Linked DNA regions of Sus scrofa: region 2 is linked to region 1. A link is a contact called in public HiChIP or PLAC-seq data. All regions are on one chromosome and are shown on one strand. The core of a region is the stretch at or near the end of the contact, and the rest is flanking DNA. Distances in the headings are between cores, read along the strand shown. Region 1 overlaps AARS (alanine--tRNA ligase, cytoplasmic). Region 2 overlaps ST3GAL2 (CMP-N-acetylneuraminate-beta-galactosamide-alpha-2,3-sialyltransferase 2).

The links. HiChIP or PLAC-seq counts read pairs in DNA pulled down with a chosen protein or histone mark.
Region 2: an H3K27ac HiChIP or PLAC-seq map of alveolar macrophages shows a contact between it and region 1. The contact joins two enhancer-like sites. A contact is called at or near these places in 2 of 47 Hi-C or Micro-C datasets (embryonic fibroblasts and epiblast stem cells) and 1 of 2 datasets of contacts at active chromatin or transcription factors (alveolar macrophages).

The regions. Positions count from the first base shown.
Region 1 is chr6:13,300,647-13,308,363 of Sscrofa11.1, forward strand. AARS (alanine--tRNA ligase, cytoplasmic) reads right to left here. Exons shown (of 23, transcript XM_021093791.1): 11 at 7,536-7,660; 12 at 6,724-6,868; 13 at 5,772-5,950; 14 at 4,995-5,108; 15 at 3,388-3,496; 16 at 3,291-3,385; 17 at 2,670-2,854; 18 at 713-821; 19 at 1-104. Among named protein-coding and RNA genes, the nearest start is that of EXOSC6, 7.6 kb to the left of the region's middle. Within about 2 kb of position 3,650, at least 3 of the 83 cell types and tissues checked have an H3K27ac peak or open chromatin away from gene starts, as enhancers often do. A contact at or near this core is called in alveolar macrophages, where this site is marked.
Region 2 is chr6:13,401,652-13,409,368 of Sscrofa11.1, forward strand. It overlaps ST3GAL2 (CMP-N-acetylneuraminate-beta-galactosamide-alpha-2,3-sialyltransferase 2), which reads right to left. Exons shown (of 8, transcript XM_021093795.1): 6 at 4,547-4,592; 7 at 4,136-4,255; 8 at 685-3,135. The coding sequence ends at 2,962. Among named protein-coding and RNA genes, the nearest start is that of DDX19A, 37 kb to the left of the region's middle. Within about 2 kb of position 2,675, at least 68 of the 83 cell types and tissues checked have an H3K27ac peak or open chromatin away from gene starts, as enhancers often do. A contact at or near this core is called in alveolar macrophages, where this site is marked.

The DNA.
Region 1 (7,717 bases), core at 2,400-4,899:
TCAGCAATCTCCCTCTGCACGTCCTTATTGGGTGCAGTCTGGGCCTTCACTTTGGCCTCCATGGCACACAGAGATTTCATCAGGCTGTCCGCTTTCCTGAGGGCCTGGAGGGCAATCAGAGTGGTCAGCTCAGGGTCAGGTAACGTTCGGCTTCACCTTTCTGTCTGTAAAGCACCGTAGCAGACGCTGGTGGTGGACTATGGAAGAGCGCGACTCCAACACCAGAATTCCCTCTCCCTGCAGGGACCCAGTGTTCGCGGGCTCATGCCCAAGAGAGGAGCACCTCCTCGCACACGTGGCTACCAGAACTCGGGTTCAGGGACCGACCGAGAACTTACAAGTCACAGGCCCTTCACACTCCATGAAACGATTGCTCCTCAACCTTGGCACTTGTCAGGCACGAGCGACCGTCCCCACCCCAGGGCAACTGTCCCTGTACTCTATGCACTTAGGTACACACTGGAAATGTGGCAAAAAGCTGGGGCCACGGAAGCCACAGCAAAACCACGGCCTACCCTCCTAGACATGGACACGTTACGGCAGGATTTACAAGAGTGAACATAAGCTAGCTAGAAAGGCCTGTGCCATGGTGGCTTTCTTCAGCCAGGCAGGTGAACTGGAGGATATTCTGGAGGTGATACTCTCCTTCTGACTCTGTTGGCTCCCTCGCCTTGTTCAAGTAAGCCACAAACCCTCAGTCTGATCTGCTCACCTTCTGGGCTTCAGCACCGGTGACAGCAACAATCCGCCGGATGCCCTTGGCAATAGCTTCTTCACTCACAATCACAAAGGCTCCCGCATGACTCGAATTCTGCAGATGCCTGAATGGCAGAAGGCCAAGTCCATGGTCCTCTCGGCACCCTGAGAGCCCTCGCTGCAGGGCAGGACCCTATGAGTGGCCGTTCCCAGGGATGGAGGAAAAAGGCCCCTCGTGTTTATTTCAGAACACAGCTCTGGCCAGGCAGGGAATGGCAGTCAGAGAAGGCCTGGCGGGGCAGACACTGAGCAAGGCACCACTTTTCTGAGCCTCAGTTTTCTCATGTACAAAATGCGGGTAACTCTCCCTCATAGAACTGTTGTGAAAATCAAATGAGATCAGTGAAAGTGCTTTGTGATCCCTAAAGAACACGTTACTACTAGTGGGCTCCACATTCTTCACATTTCTGGTCCTCTCTGGTAGAACATAAGCTCTATTTTTCTGTCCCTGCCAACAGCTGAGTGTCGGTGGATTACCTTTAAAATCTTACCACAACCCTGACAACCGCAGATGCTCAGAGGACCTCAAACGTTCATTTACTCTCATTCTTTTTTTTTTTTAATTGTTTATTTATTTATTTATTTGTCTTTTTGCCATTTCTAGGGCCGCTTCCGCAGCATATGGAGGTTCGCAGGCTAGGGGTCGAATCAGAGCTGTAGCCTCCGGTCTACGCCAGAGCCACAGCAACGCGGGATCCGAGCCGCATCTGCGATCTACACCACAGCTCATGGCAACGCCAGATCGTTAACCCACTGAGCAAGGGCAGGGACCAAACCCGCAACCTCATGGTTCCTAGTCTGATTCGTTAACCACTGCGCCACGACGGGAACTCCTACTCTCAGTCATTCTTCATGGATGGTGTAATATCTCTGAAAACTGTTTCCTGGGCCCTGCAGTGTCATGTAATGATGTATGAAGGCACACGTGGGACTCATCTGAAAGCCCAATTCGACAGAGCCCTGGAATGTGAACACCCAGATCCCTACCCCATCCTCTCAGCCCGCTGCTCTCTGCCTGCCTGAGGCTCCCAGCGGGCCTTGGATGGGCCCTACCATGGCCTTAAAAATGTCCTTTTCACCCTGATTCCTGTGGAAGCAGGAACCTCCCAGAAGGACTCCAAGCTGGCAGAAACAAGAGGTTCTGCCCACAGCCAGACTGAGCTGGGTCTACCATGGGCCTGACTCAGGGGTTCTGAGGCAACAGGGTTAACTCCGAGATGCTGCTCCAGGCAGCAAAGGGAATGAGGTGAGGCCTGGGAATGGAAAGGAGCCCCCTGGCCTTGCTGAATCAGGAGCTCACAGGCCTTCAGCCCAGGAAACAAGAGTAAGCCGCTAGGAGGTAGGTTATTAAGGTAACATTTCCAACTTTCGCTCCTAGAATGAACATTTCATCACAGACCCAGCAGATGTCAACGTCAGACAGGAGGGGTCTGATGGGAACACGAAAATGCTGACTCCCAGTAATGCTGTTACACAATTGATTTCTTTTTTTTTTTTTTAACATTTATTTTTTATCTATTTTTTTGTTTTTTATTTTTTTTGTCTTTTTGCCTTTCCTAGGGCCGCACCTGAAGCACAGGGAGGTTCCCAGACCAGGGGTCTAATCGGAGCTGTAGCCGCGGCCTATGCCACAGCCACAGCAACCCGGGATCCGAGCCACATCTGCAACCTACACCACAGCTCAGGGCAACGCCGGATCCTTAACCCACTGAGCAAGGCCAGGGATCGAACCCGCAACCTCATGGTTCCTAGTCGGATTTGTTAACCACTGCACCACGATGGGAACTCCAGGCAACTGATTTCTGAGGCCCCCGTTTCAAACTTAGCTGGTCTAGCCTATTTCCCACATCCTCTGAGGGTGATGAAAATTAATAAAAGGCAGGTCCACCCATTGCTCCCCCCGAGGTACTCACGTTCCCCCACAGAACTCAACAGAAGTGAGTGAGCCAGCGGGACCGGAGGGGTCATCCAGCAGCTCGGACACCGGGACCCCAATGGAGACGACTCGCACAGGGTCGGGGTAGGTCTCGTCAAACACAGCCCGCAGGCCCTGGATGGCTTTGGCTGCTGCCAGAGGACAATTCTGGGCATAGACGGGCTGTCATGGAAAGAAGATAGAAAAGGAGCTGGGACAAGATCTTCTCTGGAGGTGCAGGGGAAGCAGCAAAGGACGGTGTGGTCTTGTAGGCAGGGCTCTGCCATCAAGTGCCCTGAACCTCCCGAGATAAGGCTCCATGTGTAAAGTCACAGGGATCAAAATAGGAATTTCCAACTATTGTTAAAGTGTGAACCAGCTCTTAAGTGGTATGTCAAACAGTCGTAACTCGAAGAGCTCTGGCTGTCCTGAGTGGGGGGTGGAGAAAGCCCTCTTTAAGGCCCCTCCACTAAACACCAGCACTGGCCCTTTCGCAGCAGTTGAGAATCATTCTATAAGCAGATCTGAGCACGGAACAGAATGAGACCATAGAAAGAAAGTGGTGGGGCAGGAAGGAGGGAAGCTCATGACCCAGGAGCTCACCTGTAACCCAGCCTACCTTGGCTGCCTCTATCATCTCATTAGCCAGCTCCTCGGCCTTCTTAATCTGCTGGGTAGACATGGCTCCCTTGGCAGTGAAGTCAAACCGAAGGCGTCAGGAGCAACCAGGGAGCCTCTCTGGTCAGCCTCTCCAAGCACAGAGCGCAGGGCAAAGTTCAGGATATGGGTGGCTGTGTGGTTGCTCATGACAGGCCTCCGTCGGGGCTGTAAAGGGAGGAGCAGACTGGTGGAGAGTCTGGAGTGAACTGCTCGTCAGCCCCCAAACCTGCCCTCCCCTTCTTCCCAGTACTAGAGTTTCCAGTTGGCCACACGGCTGCCCAGAATAAAGCCTACAGCTTCTGTGTGTGACTAAGCACTGGTCCACGGGCTGTGAGCAGAAGTGATGCCTACCCTTAAAGGGAAGGAAAATGCCCTCCCCTTCCTTCTTCCCACTGTCTAGTGCACGAGTTGGCAAATTATGGCCTGTGACCCAAATCCATCCTGCGGTCCATTTTCTCCCCCCCCTTTTTAGGGCCGCACCTGTAGCATACAGAAATTCCCAGGCTAGGGACCCAGTCGGAGCTGCAGCTAGAGCCTATGCCACAGTGCATGGCAGCCTGCGGCAATGCCGGATCCTTAACCCACTAAGCCAGGCCAGGGATTGAACTTGCATCCTAACGGCTGTGGTCCATTTTTATAACTAGGTTTATTGGAACACAGTCACCCTCATGTGTTTACATACTGTCTGTGGTGCTTTTGTGCCACAGCAGCAGACCTGAGTAATTGTGATGGAGACCACAGAGCTCAGAAAGCCAAACACCTGGCACTTTACCAAAAAAGTTCACTAAATCTGGCCCAGAAAATCGATCTTATAGCTACCTTTTTGGATCACCAAGGGCAGCGCCCCAGCAATCATGGTAGAACCAAAAGCAGAGAACTAGGTCCTATGACTGTGGGAAAGGCCTCTGATCAGCCTGGACTCTCAGATGAGAAGCGTATTTCTACCTCAGTTTATACTACAATTATTTTGGAGCTCCGTCACATGCAGCAGAACCTATTTCTTTCCCACAGCATGAGAAAGTTCCCAGGCCAGGGATTGAACCTGAGCCACAGCAGTGACAGCGCAGGATCCTTAACCACCAGACCCCCAGAGAACTCTAGAATCTACTTCTTAATAAAAGATCCTTGGCTACGGAAGAAGTATTTGAGATTAAGCTGGAGAAAGGCAATCTGTGAAAACAAAACTACAGGATCTCAACTGACATCACCATGGTCTGACTTGGGAACACAGATTTACCTCTCACTCACGTCTCTCATAAGATTTATTCCCACACTTTACTTATAATCTACTTAAAATTTCTCTTTTAGGGATAATAATGATGGACCAATTAAAAGCCAGAGAAGGAGATTAATTTTTTTAGAATGTATTAGGAGTTCCCTTGTGGCACTGAAGGCTAAGGATCTGGTTTTGTCACCTCAGTGGCCTGGGTCACTGCTGTGGTGCAGGCTCGGTCCCTGGCTTAGGAACTACCACACGCCATAGGCATGGCCAAAAATACAAACCAAAAAAACAGAACGTGCATCATATCACCATGGTGTGCACTTTAAATATCTTATAAATCTCTATGTCAGTTATGCCTCAATAAAGCTGAAATTTTTTTAGAAGGGGAGGGGGAGAGGATTACCAACCATATCCAGTGATGACCGGCACAAAGCAACTCACCTCATCAATAAACAGCCGAACCTGATCCCCCACTTTCAGGCTGCCATAGATGGTTCCTATGTGCAGCACATAGCCTCCTCGCACCTGAGCGTTCTTCACTGTAAACTCTGTTTTCTAAGAGGAGTCAAGGCAAAGACCAACAGGTAAGTCAACGGAAACATACACATGTGTGTATGTGTACACGTATATATGCGTATGCGTGTGTGTGTGTGTGTGTGTGTATGAATTCTTTTATGTTATACACACAGCCCCCCATTAATACCATGATATATATTATATATACACATGGACTACTATGTATCATTACATAAACACACCACTTTAAATACACAATACAAGTGTGTGTACACACACATACACCACACACACTCCATTAAGGAGCATCTTAGAAAATTAAGAGTCGCCATAAGGAACCTCAAGCCCACGAGACGAGCTAACTCATCCAAGACCACAGAGCCAGTGGTAGCAAAGCTACAGCCGCATCTTCTATGAGGACAGCTGGCCTCCAGAGAGCTGTCTCTCCCGATTTATGAGGAAAGCCTGGAGGAGCCAAGCATCAACCTAAGCAGCCCAGTGGCAAGGATCTGGCTACAAGGGGCCCTAAAGGCGATACAACACAAGAAGCTGCTCCCCCAGCTTCAGAAATGCTGACCATGGAACACGACCCAGAGGTCGGTGGTGTGTGCCCCCCAAGGCTGGGAGAGAAGCTGCCCCAGTCCAGGCCCGGCCCCTCGCTGGACCCCTGGCCCAGCTAACAAAGAAGAACAGTTGGCTCACGTCCTCACTGCTGTCATCCACTTTCACCAGGTAGCCTTCATCGTAGATTTGCCCTCCTTGCTCGGCATAGAAACAGGTCTTGTCCAGCACCACTCCACACTCCTGGCCTGTGCACACTTCTTCCACGAACATCCTGTCCCTGCGCAGGGCCATGACCGTGGCCACAGCGCTCTCAAACACTGCACAGAAGCGGAAAACATCACACTTCTTAGCTGGCTTTGGCTGCATTCTATTTCTCAAACTCTCCTTAGGCCCTGTCTAATTTTATTTTGGAAGCAAGCCTATGAGACTCCAGAAAAGGGCTTAACATGCTGGTTTTCTATAGAGAATACTCAGTAGGGGTGACCAGGGGTCCTAGTTTGCTTGGGACCAAGCCGTTTCCCAGGACATGAGGAACAACTGTGGGAAAATGGTACACTTGGCTACCCTAACCTGAGCTATGAGCCGAAACCTGGAGAATCGGATTAGTAGGTATTTAAGGGCAGTAATAAATTCCCTACTCCAAGATCAAGTCCTAAAGAATGTATTCATTTTGTGGGCTTCCTCAGATGGATTAGCTATCTCTGCAGGAACAAAAAAAAAAGCAAAACCATGTACCACCTATGCATTTCTTTTAGTGGGCTTAACTTTAGAACACTACTATCCTGATGCAAAATTCAACGGCCACTATAGGTGGTATCACTGTCATTTTCCTTATTTCCTGCAAGATGTTACCATTAGGAAAAACTGGGTTTAAGGTATAAGGAATCACCCTGTAAATTTTTTTTTTTTTTACAACTTCTGTGAATCTACAGTTATTCCAAAATAGTCAGAAAATCAACCGCCAAGGGTCTCTATAACATTACACCCTGACTGCGCAGCACTGCACAACCAGGCCTACCATGGACATCCTGGGTTCCTAACCCTGAGACTTATCTATTGAAAACCACCCCAAAAGAGCACAGCATCATACCATAGCTCCCACTGGAGTCCGAATGGTAATTATACTTTGGAGAATCATCTGTTGCCTCCAGACCCCTTTCCCGGAGCTCTTCAATAGCATAAATGTCCAGCATAATGAGATCTTCTCCACCAGCTCCCTTGCCCTGTGATTTCAGCTGCCAGTAAGAAAAATAAACAAAATTTATCTTAATGTCAGAGAAAAACTCTGATGGACTCAAACCTTCTCAACTATGCCCAATGTAAAGCTCTAAAACAGAGGGGGGTTTATCTTTTTTTTTTTTAAGGCCACACCCACGGCATATGGAGGTTCCCAGGCTAGGGGTCAAATTGGAGCCACAGCAATGCCAGATCCGAGCCACGTTTGCAACCTACACCACAGCTCAGAGCAATACCGGATCCTTAGCTCAGTGAGGAAGGCCAGGGATCGAACCTGCAACCTCGTGGTTCCTAGTCAGATTCGTTTCCACTACTCCACAATGGGAACTCCTAAAACAGAGTGTTTTGATCTCAGCAATACTGACATTTGGGGCCTGTTCTAGGGCGCCTGGCCACTGAAGGATGCTGAGCAGCATTCCCGCCTCTACCCACTAGATGTCAGTAACATTGCTCTCCCCACCCCCCACTGCAAAAAACCAAAAAATAATGTCTTTATACATTTCTGCCAAATACCCCCTGGTGGGCCAAACTGCCCCAACTTGAGACTCACTGGTCTTGGGAAGAAAACAGAATTTCTGAGTCTTTAATGAAAGGAAAGTCTTGCTTTGCAGCCAAGTCCTGCCTTGCTTGGTGATGAGTTTCCTGCTTACTTCCCAAATGCTTTACCTGGGCCAGTTTCCTCTCCTCTTCAAAGCCATCCATATCTACCACCAGGCCCTTCTCTTCAGCAATCAGTCCCGTGAGATCCACTGGAAACCCATAGGTGTCGTAGAGGAGCCAAGCAGTGTCCCCTACACAGCACAAAGGGATCGTGTAAGAGTGACAGGGACGGCCCCCTTCTTTGCCAT
Region 2 (7,717 bases), core at 1,425-3,924, 100 kb after region 1:
AGAATTATATCCCAGAATCCTACGGTTTTAGAAATAGACCAATGCCCTTCTCTACCAAAAAGTATTCTCTATTTGAAAAGTAACTCTGGGCTTGTTCTCAAGCACTGGCAGAAACTGGATTGCAGGACACTAAGTAACTGCAGACTCTAAGAGGTCCACCATGGGAGCCACGCTATGTGATCCACCCAACTATGAAAATGCACATTCAGAGGCATTCCACTGCATGATGGAAGCAGACTCGAGTGGGTCCAGACAGCCCAAGGAAATGGCATGGGCGGCTGCTTCAGATGCCTGTGGCACCTGCTCCTACCATTCTGCCAATTCCCTGACAGCCCTCACATACAGTATCATGGCAAGTTCCACAGAAGATGGAAATGAAAGGGAAAAAGCCCCATCCTGCTGGCCCCTTATGCTCTGCTGGCCCCTTGCGGTGAACAGTTTCTGCCCTGCTGATCTACTCAAGGCGCCCTGAAGGACGGCAGGGAAGACCACCCTCCTGGAGGGTACAGCTGGTGGTTGGGGGTGGGGAGGCCTCATGTAGAAGGGAAGGGTGCCTGGGGGGTGTTCCCTCCCTGCTTCATCGCAACCACCCTCCCCCCACCTTTAGCCATTACTTGGTCACAGCTCCCCACAGAGAGGTACATCTTCCTTTACCACAGAACACATTTTAGAAAGAACAAATGACTATATATAGTTTCTTTGTTCTTTTTAATTCAGAAAGAGAGAAAGGGAAGAAAATACAAAACATTTGTTTAAATAACTATTGCAGAAAAGAAGATTTGGGCTGGATGCTGGGACCTACCTCTTCCAGAATGGGGATTTATTAATGTTTTAAATAAAACAAAACCCAAACAAAAGTAGAAGAAAAAGGAACAATAAAGAAATAAATTATTCTGCTCGATACTGTTTGGCATAATTGCATTGTTTTTTCATCTTCTAAACACTCAAAACAGCCTCTTCAGGAAGCACTGAGATGAGACTGGCAAGAATGGCTGGTGCCTGGACTCTCTACTGATGGGAGAGGCCCTGAGCAAGGCCTTCCACTAAAGGCCCCCCAAATCCACCCCCATTCTTTGCTTCTCCTACTTTTGGAACTGGGAAGGAACAGACTCAAGCTAAGTTCTCAATATATTAACTTTTAGGGGTGTCCACTGCCCCACCCTAATCCTCTAATATACTCTCCTGCTGGCTACTATTTCCCTAGCCAGCTGCAGGAACTACACCAACGGCCAGGAGGCTGCTGGGTGGTTACCAACTCACTAAGCACTAAGAAAAAGCGTGGTTGTCTGTTTCCTCACTGTTAGGAAGGGGGATCCTTTTAGCAGTTTGGAAGCTTCACAGAAGCCCTTCCCCCCTCCTGTTACACTTCCCCAACCCTGAAGGGTGAGAATACCTTCAGCATCTTCCTCTAGGGACTTAAGCTGGGTTCAATCATGCAAGTAGCTTCCAGCTGTAACCTCTGCTTGTTAGCTTCCCAGCCCTTCTAGAGCTGGAAATGGAAAGTGAGTTAAAGGGTAAAGGCAGGAGGTGAGGGGGGTAAATGTGTGGGCAGAGGAGGAGGCATGCAGGGAGCAAGTCTTCTCCTCCCCAGATATTCTGCATGGCCAGCTTAGTATTTGAAAAGAATCCCTGTTGGTCAGCCACCCCAGGTAACTTCAGGTTAGCTAAATCATGAGCCCAAAGCAAACTCCACCCCCCAGCAAGAGGTTTCCTACTCCTTTTTGGGGTGATGGGTGAAGGACCAGGCAGCTGGGCCAGCTTTCCTTCCCACGTGTAGCTCCGTTTTTCTAGAGCCAGCCAAACCGGGGAAGGGCGGGTAGGCGGTGGGGGTGGGGGAAGCAGCAAGTGCCCCAATCACAGGGCAAGTTTTGATTTATTTTCCAGAGCAACAAGTAGGCTGGTGAGGAGGCCCAGGGCGAGACACTAAAAAGGTTGTGGGCAAACAACAAGGGCCAAGGGTACATGTGAGTGAGAAGCACCTTACATTTGATGTGACGGGGCTTCCTAGTCCCCTGCCCTGTTCCTTACACCAGTGTTCCAGAGTTAAGCCCTGGGCTAATTCTGCCCCTCACCCTCCTGAACAAGAGGTGAATACAATTAATAGTTTTCCGGTGAGACACTAAATGCCATGGTCAGAAAGGCCATTCCATAGGGTGGCCAAAGGCGGGAAGGGGGTGGAGGCAGGAGAAGGGGACCCACGCACCCTCTGGATTCTCACCGCATTTCTTTGGTGGGTTTACACTCACCCATCTGCGCTTGACTGATAAAGGAACTGAGGGGTCTAGCTTTCTCGTAGTCCGGAGCAGTTTGGGAGAGCTCTAACTCTTCCCCTGGGGAAAAACGCGCTCCCTGGAAACCACCCGCCCGGCCCTCGACCGCCAGAAAGGCTCCGCGAACGCCCCTCCGCCCGCCCCGAGGCCATGAGAGGCCGCGCTGCCGCTGTCCCGTGCCTTCCCCACCGTTTCCTTCTTCGCGCGTTCGCGGGGTCAGGCCGGCAAGCGGCTGAGACGCCTCCTACCGAGCCTAGAGAAAAGTACTTCTCGAGGCCAGAAAAAACTTCTCTTCCTTAGAAAGCGTGAAATAAAATCCTACCCAAAAGCATAGGGGAGTGGGGATTGTGCGGCCGCCAGCCCGCCTCCGAAGGCCATTGATTGGAGGAGACAGGGTCCAGCGCCGGAAGTTCTCCTTGAGTCGCATGATTGGCTGGGAGAAAGAGGCTCCGCCCGACAGCAGCGCTGATTGACGCTAGGCCCGGGCTGGCCTCAGAGTCCAGTGATTGGCGGGCCATAGCTCGCTGGACTGCAGCATGATTGGTCCGGACCGCGGCTGGCGTCGCTCCCAATTTCCTGCTGATGCCCAATGGGGCGCCGCGCCCACCGCCCCTAGGCTGGCCCTGAGTCCCTGCTGGAGCGCACGCCTGGACCTCGCCGCAGGGCCGGAAGGGTCGCGACGAGGCCGAGCTCAGTTGCCTCGGTAGACCTCGATCTTGCTGGCCTTGGCCAGCATGTCGATGATGTGGGCCTCGAAGTCGGCGTCGTGCACGCCGGTCTTCCGGAACTCGCCAGCGTACCGGTTATTCTCCCAGTAGTGGTGCCAGTTGCCCCGGCTGTCGGCCCCGAATCCATACACGTTCACCTGCAGGGAAGGGCGGCGCTAGTGACCCCAAGTCAGGGGACCAAGCAGCACAATTCGCAGCAGGCGGGAGGCACCAGGAAAACTGGGGACAACCAGCCCTGGCGCTAAGGACACTATCCCAGAGGGAGACTACTGCTCCCTTCTGGCTCTCCCTCCAACCACCGGTCTGATGACATCAAGAAGGCTCAGGGAGTTCCCATCTTGGCTCAGTGGAAAGAATCTGACTAGCATCCATGAGTCAGCAGGTCCCATCCGTGGCCTCTCTCAATGGGTTAAGGATCTGGTGTTGCCTGAGCTGTGGTGTAGGTTCCAGGCACAGCTCGGATCTGGCCTTATTGTGGCTGTGGTGTAGGCCAGTGGCTGCAGCTCCAAGTCCACCCCTAACCTGGGAACCTCCATATGCCACAGGTGTGGCCTTAAAATGCCAAAAAAAAAAGACCACCTCACTTTGGGGCTAGTCTATGACAGCTCACCAACCCTTGCTAACATTTTTTTTTAAATAGAGTACTTTTATTGAAAGCTGCTCAATTACCTAACACCATTCACTGAGGAGTTTACTGCAAAAATGGGTGTGCTGGGCTTGAGCACTGTTGTTTACTGCTTACTGCTAGAGCGAGGGACTCCCAATAACTAACCTCTATAGTAGTAGGCCTGTGGCCCACAGCTGTGGGAGGTACCACCCTGTTGAAACTTAACTACATTGTTTCCATTCCACTTAGGTTTATGGTTATTCTTTATGACAAGTAATATCAACTATGGTAGAAGTATTCGATTTCCTTTTTAAATAAATTTAACATTCCAATAACATGATTTCAGATTTAGTAAAAGCATGAAAGTAATTAAGTTGGGAAATGCAGATCTAAACTTTGCAGCCTAGCAATGGGAGGAATGAAAGCCACTTGATTTCTGCCTACAAAAACACATTCCTCTTGAGGCACTGCAGGCTGACTCCCTCTGTTCCATGGGTCCTTCTATTTTACTCCCAGACAGGGTTACCCACCTCATCACACACGTGCAGGGCAAAGAAGAGTACCAGCATCCCAGTGGAAGGGTACCGCCCATGATGCTCTGTCCACCTGTCATGGATGTACTTGAAGAAGGCTGGGTTATAGATCTGGACCTGGGAGGAGAAGATGTAACAGGCACATGAGTGCTTTTGGGGCCTGGAGGCTCAGGTCAGGCTCTAAGTAGTTTCTGCCAGTTTCTCCATGCTTGCCAGTAGACAGGTTCGATAGGGTTCCTTGGTTCCTGATGCCCCTGCTGGGGGTTGGGCATACCTGCAGATGGGGACTCTAAAGGTTCTGGAAGGGTACTGGGGGACACCTGAGCCACAGAACGAGGAATACCATGAGTCAGGTCTGCACTATTTTCCACTGAGGTGTGGATGAAGAAGAGGGAGGAGGGAGCTTACCTTTTCTTTGTCCACTCGAAGAAAGGACTTCACTGGGGCATAGGTGCTGTAAGCAGAGAGAAAAATAACACTGAGAAGATCCCGTGGACCCAAGGATGCCTTTTCTCCCACTTAGGCCTGCGTGATGACACCTTCACAATAGGCACCCTACTTCCAGACTGCTCTCCCATAGCACATCACTGTAGTACCCTGCTCAGAAGCCTTCGATGGTTCCCGTGCCCTTCAGGATAAAATAAGGATGTGTTAGCAAGTATTAGGACCTTCCATAACCCAGCCCCAACTTTTCTTCCCATGACTGTCTATGACCTCTCCACTTGAGTTAGCCCATCATCTCACACCCACCATGTCTATGCTCTTACCTCTGCCTGCAAGAGCCCTCTCCCTACTCTCACATTTGGCATAAATCCCTCTTTCCCTATTAGCCAGCCATGGTACCTGTAGCCTACACTTCCCTTTCTGAGTATCGATGGGACTTAGATTCTACAGCACTTACTTTAGCCCTTATGTTCTTTCAGACATAAAGTCAGAAAACAGTAATTTATACTTCTGTGTTTAAAAAAATACATGGTGGAGTTCCCGTTGTGGCACAGCAAAAATGAATCTGACTAGTATCCATGAGGATGTGGGTTTGATCTCTGGCTTCCCTCAGTGGGTCTGGCATTGAGTGTTGCCATAAGCTATGTTGCAGGTCGTAGACACAGCTCAGATCCCACATTGCTATGGCTGTGGTGTAGGCCAGCAGTTGTAGCTCCAATTCAGCCCCTAGCCTGGGAACTTCCATATGCCGCTGGAGCGGCCCTAAAAAAGTAAATAAAATAATTAAAAAATTAGGAGTTCCTGTCGCGGCGCAGTGGAAACCAATCCAACTAGGAACCATGAGGTTGCAGGTTTGATCCCTGGCCTCGATAACTGGATTAAAGGATCCGGTGTTGCTGTGAGCTGTGGTGTAGGCCTCAGACTAGGCTTGGATCTGGTATTGCTGTGGCTATGGCACAGGTTGGCAGCTGTAGCTCTGACTGGACCCCTAGCCCGGAGAACCTCCACATGCCGCAGGTGCGGCCTTAAAAAGGAAAAAAAAATTGGTGTTCCCATTGTGGCACAGCAGAAGCAAATCTGATTAGCATCCATAAGGATTCATGTTCAATCCCTGGCCTCACTCAGTGGGTTGTGGATCGGGCATTGCCATGTGCAGTGGTGTGGATCATGATGCAATTCGGATCCTGCATTGCTGTGGCTGTGTAGGCTGACAGCTGTAACTCCAATCTGACCCCTAGGCTGGGAACTTCACATGGCACAGGTGTGGCCCTAGAAAGCAAAAAAATTAAAATTAAAAAATAAAATACATGGTGACACCAGACAAAAGGTGGAAACAATCCAATTGTCCATTGACTGATGAATGGATAAACAAGGTATGTCCATACAACAGAATACTATGCAGCCTTTAAAAGTAATAAGATCCTGACAGATGCTTCAACATGGATAAACTGTGAAAATATTATGCGACTGAAATAAGCCAGATGCAAAATGACAAACACTATATGATTCCACTTATATGAAGTGCCTAGAATAGTCAAATCACAGAGAGAGAAATAATAGTGACCCTCCTAGACTGTTGGTAGGAATGTAAATTGGTACAACCATTATGGAAAACAGTATGGAGGTACCTCAGAAAACTAAATATGCAACTATCAAGTGATCCAGAAATCCCACTCCTGGGCATACAGCCAAATAAAACTTTCATACAAAAAGATACATGCACCCATATGTTCATTGCAGCACTATTCACAATAGTCAAGACAATGGAAACAACCTAAATGTCCACTGACAGATGAATGAATTAAGAAGATATGGTACATATACACAATGAAATACTATTCAGCCATAAAAAGAACAAAATAATGCCATTTGTAGCAACAGAGATGGAACTAGAGATCCTCATACTAAGTGAAGTAAGGAAGGAAGAGATATGGCACAAATGAACCTATGTACAGAACAGAAACAAACTCATGGACATGGAAAACAGCACTGTGGTTGCCAAGGCGGAGGGGGAGGGAGTGGATGGATTGGGAGTTTGGGGTTAGTAGATGCGCACTGTTACATCTGGAGTGGATAAGCAATGAGATCCTGCTGTATAGCACAGGGAACTCTATCCGATCACCTGATGGAATATAATGGAGGATATTATAAGAAAAAGAATGTGTATGTGTGTGTGTGTGTGTGTATATATATATATATACACACACACACACACATATATATACATACTCATATATATATATATATATATACACACACACATATGTATAACTGGGTCACTTTGCTGTGCAGCAGAAATTGACAGAACATTGTAAAGCAATTATAATTATAATTTAAAAAAGAAAGTAGTTAACAGAGGCTACAAGGAGGTGGGAATGGGGCGAGACTAATGAATGGGTACAGAGTTTTCATGTGAGGTGATGGAGATGGATTATAGCAATGTGTGCAGAGCAGTGTGTATTTAATACTACTGAACTTGTGGTTAAAATGGTGTATTTTACCTTAAACATATATATTTTTACCAAAAATTCACAAACACACCCAAAAACTATGGTGAGACAGAGAGTAGAATAATGGTTGCCCAAGACTGAGGGGTGGAGTGGAAGGGGTAGGGGTGATGGATAAAGGGTAAAAGCATATCTTTATTTATGCTGGTGAGGACGTCTGAGGCATGTGGAAGTTCCCGGACCAGGGATCAAACCTGTGCTACAGCAATGACCTGAGCCACAGCAGTGATAATACCAGATCCTTAACTGCTAGGCCACCAGGGAACTCCCAGGGGTATCTTTTATTTATTTATTTTTTTAGGGCTGCACCCACAGCATATGGAAGTTCCCAGGCTAGGGGTCAAATAGGAGCTGTAGCTGCTAGCCTACACCACAGCCACAACAATGCCAGATCCAAGCTGCGTCTGCAATCTACACCACAGCTTGTGTCAATGCCACATCCTTAATCCACTGAGCAAGGCCAGGGACTGAACATGAGTCTTCATGGATACTAGTCAGATTCATTACTGCTGAGTCACTACGGGAACTCCCCAGGGCTATCTTTATCTTTAGAACATGAGTTTGTGCTAAAATTAATTGTGACAGTTACACCATACTGTAAATATACTAAGAGCACTGAATTGTACAC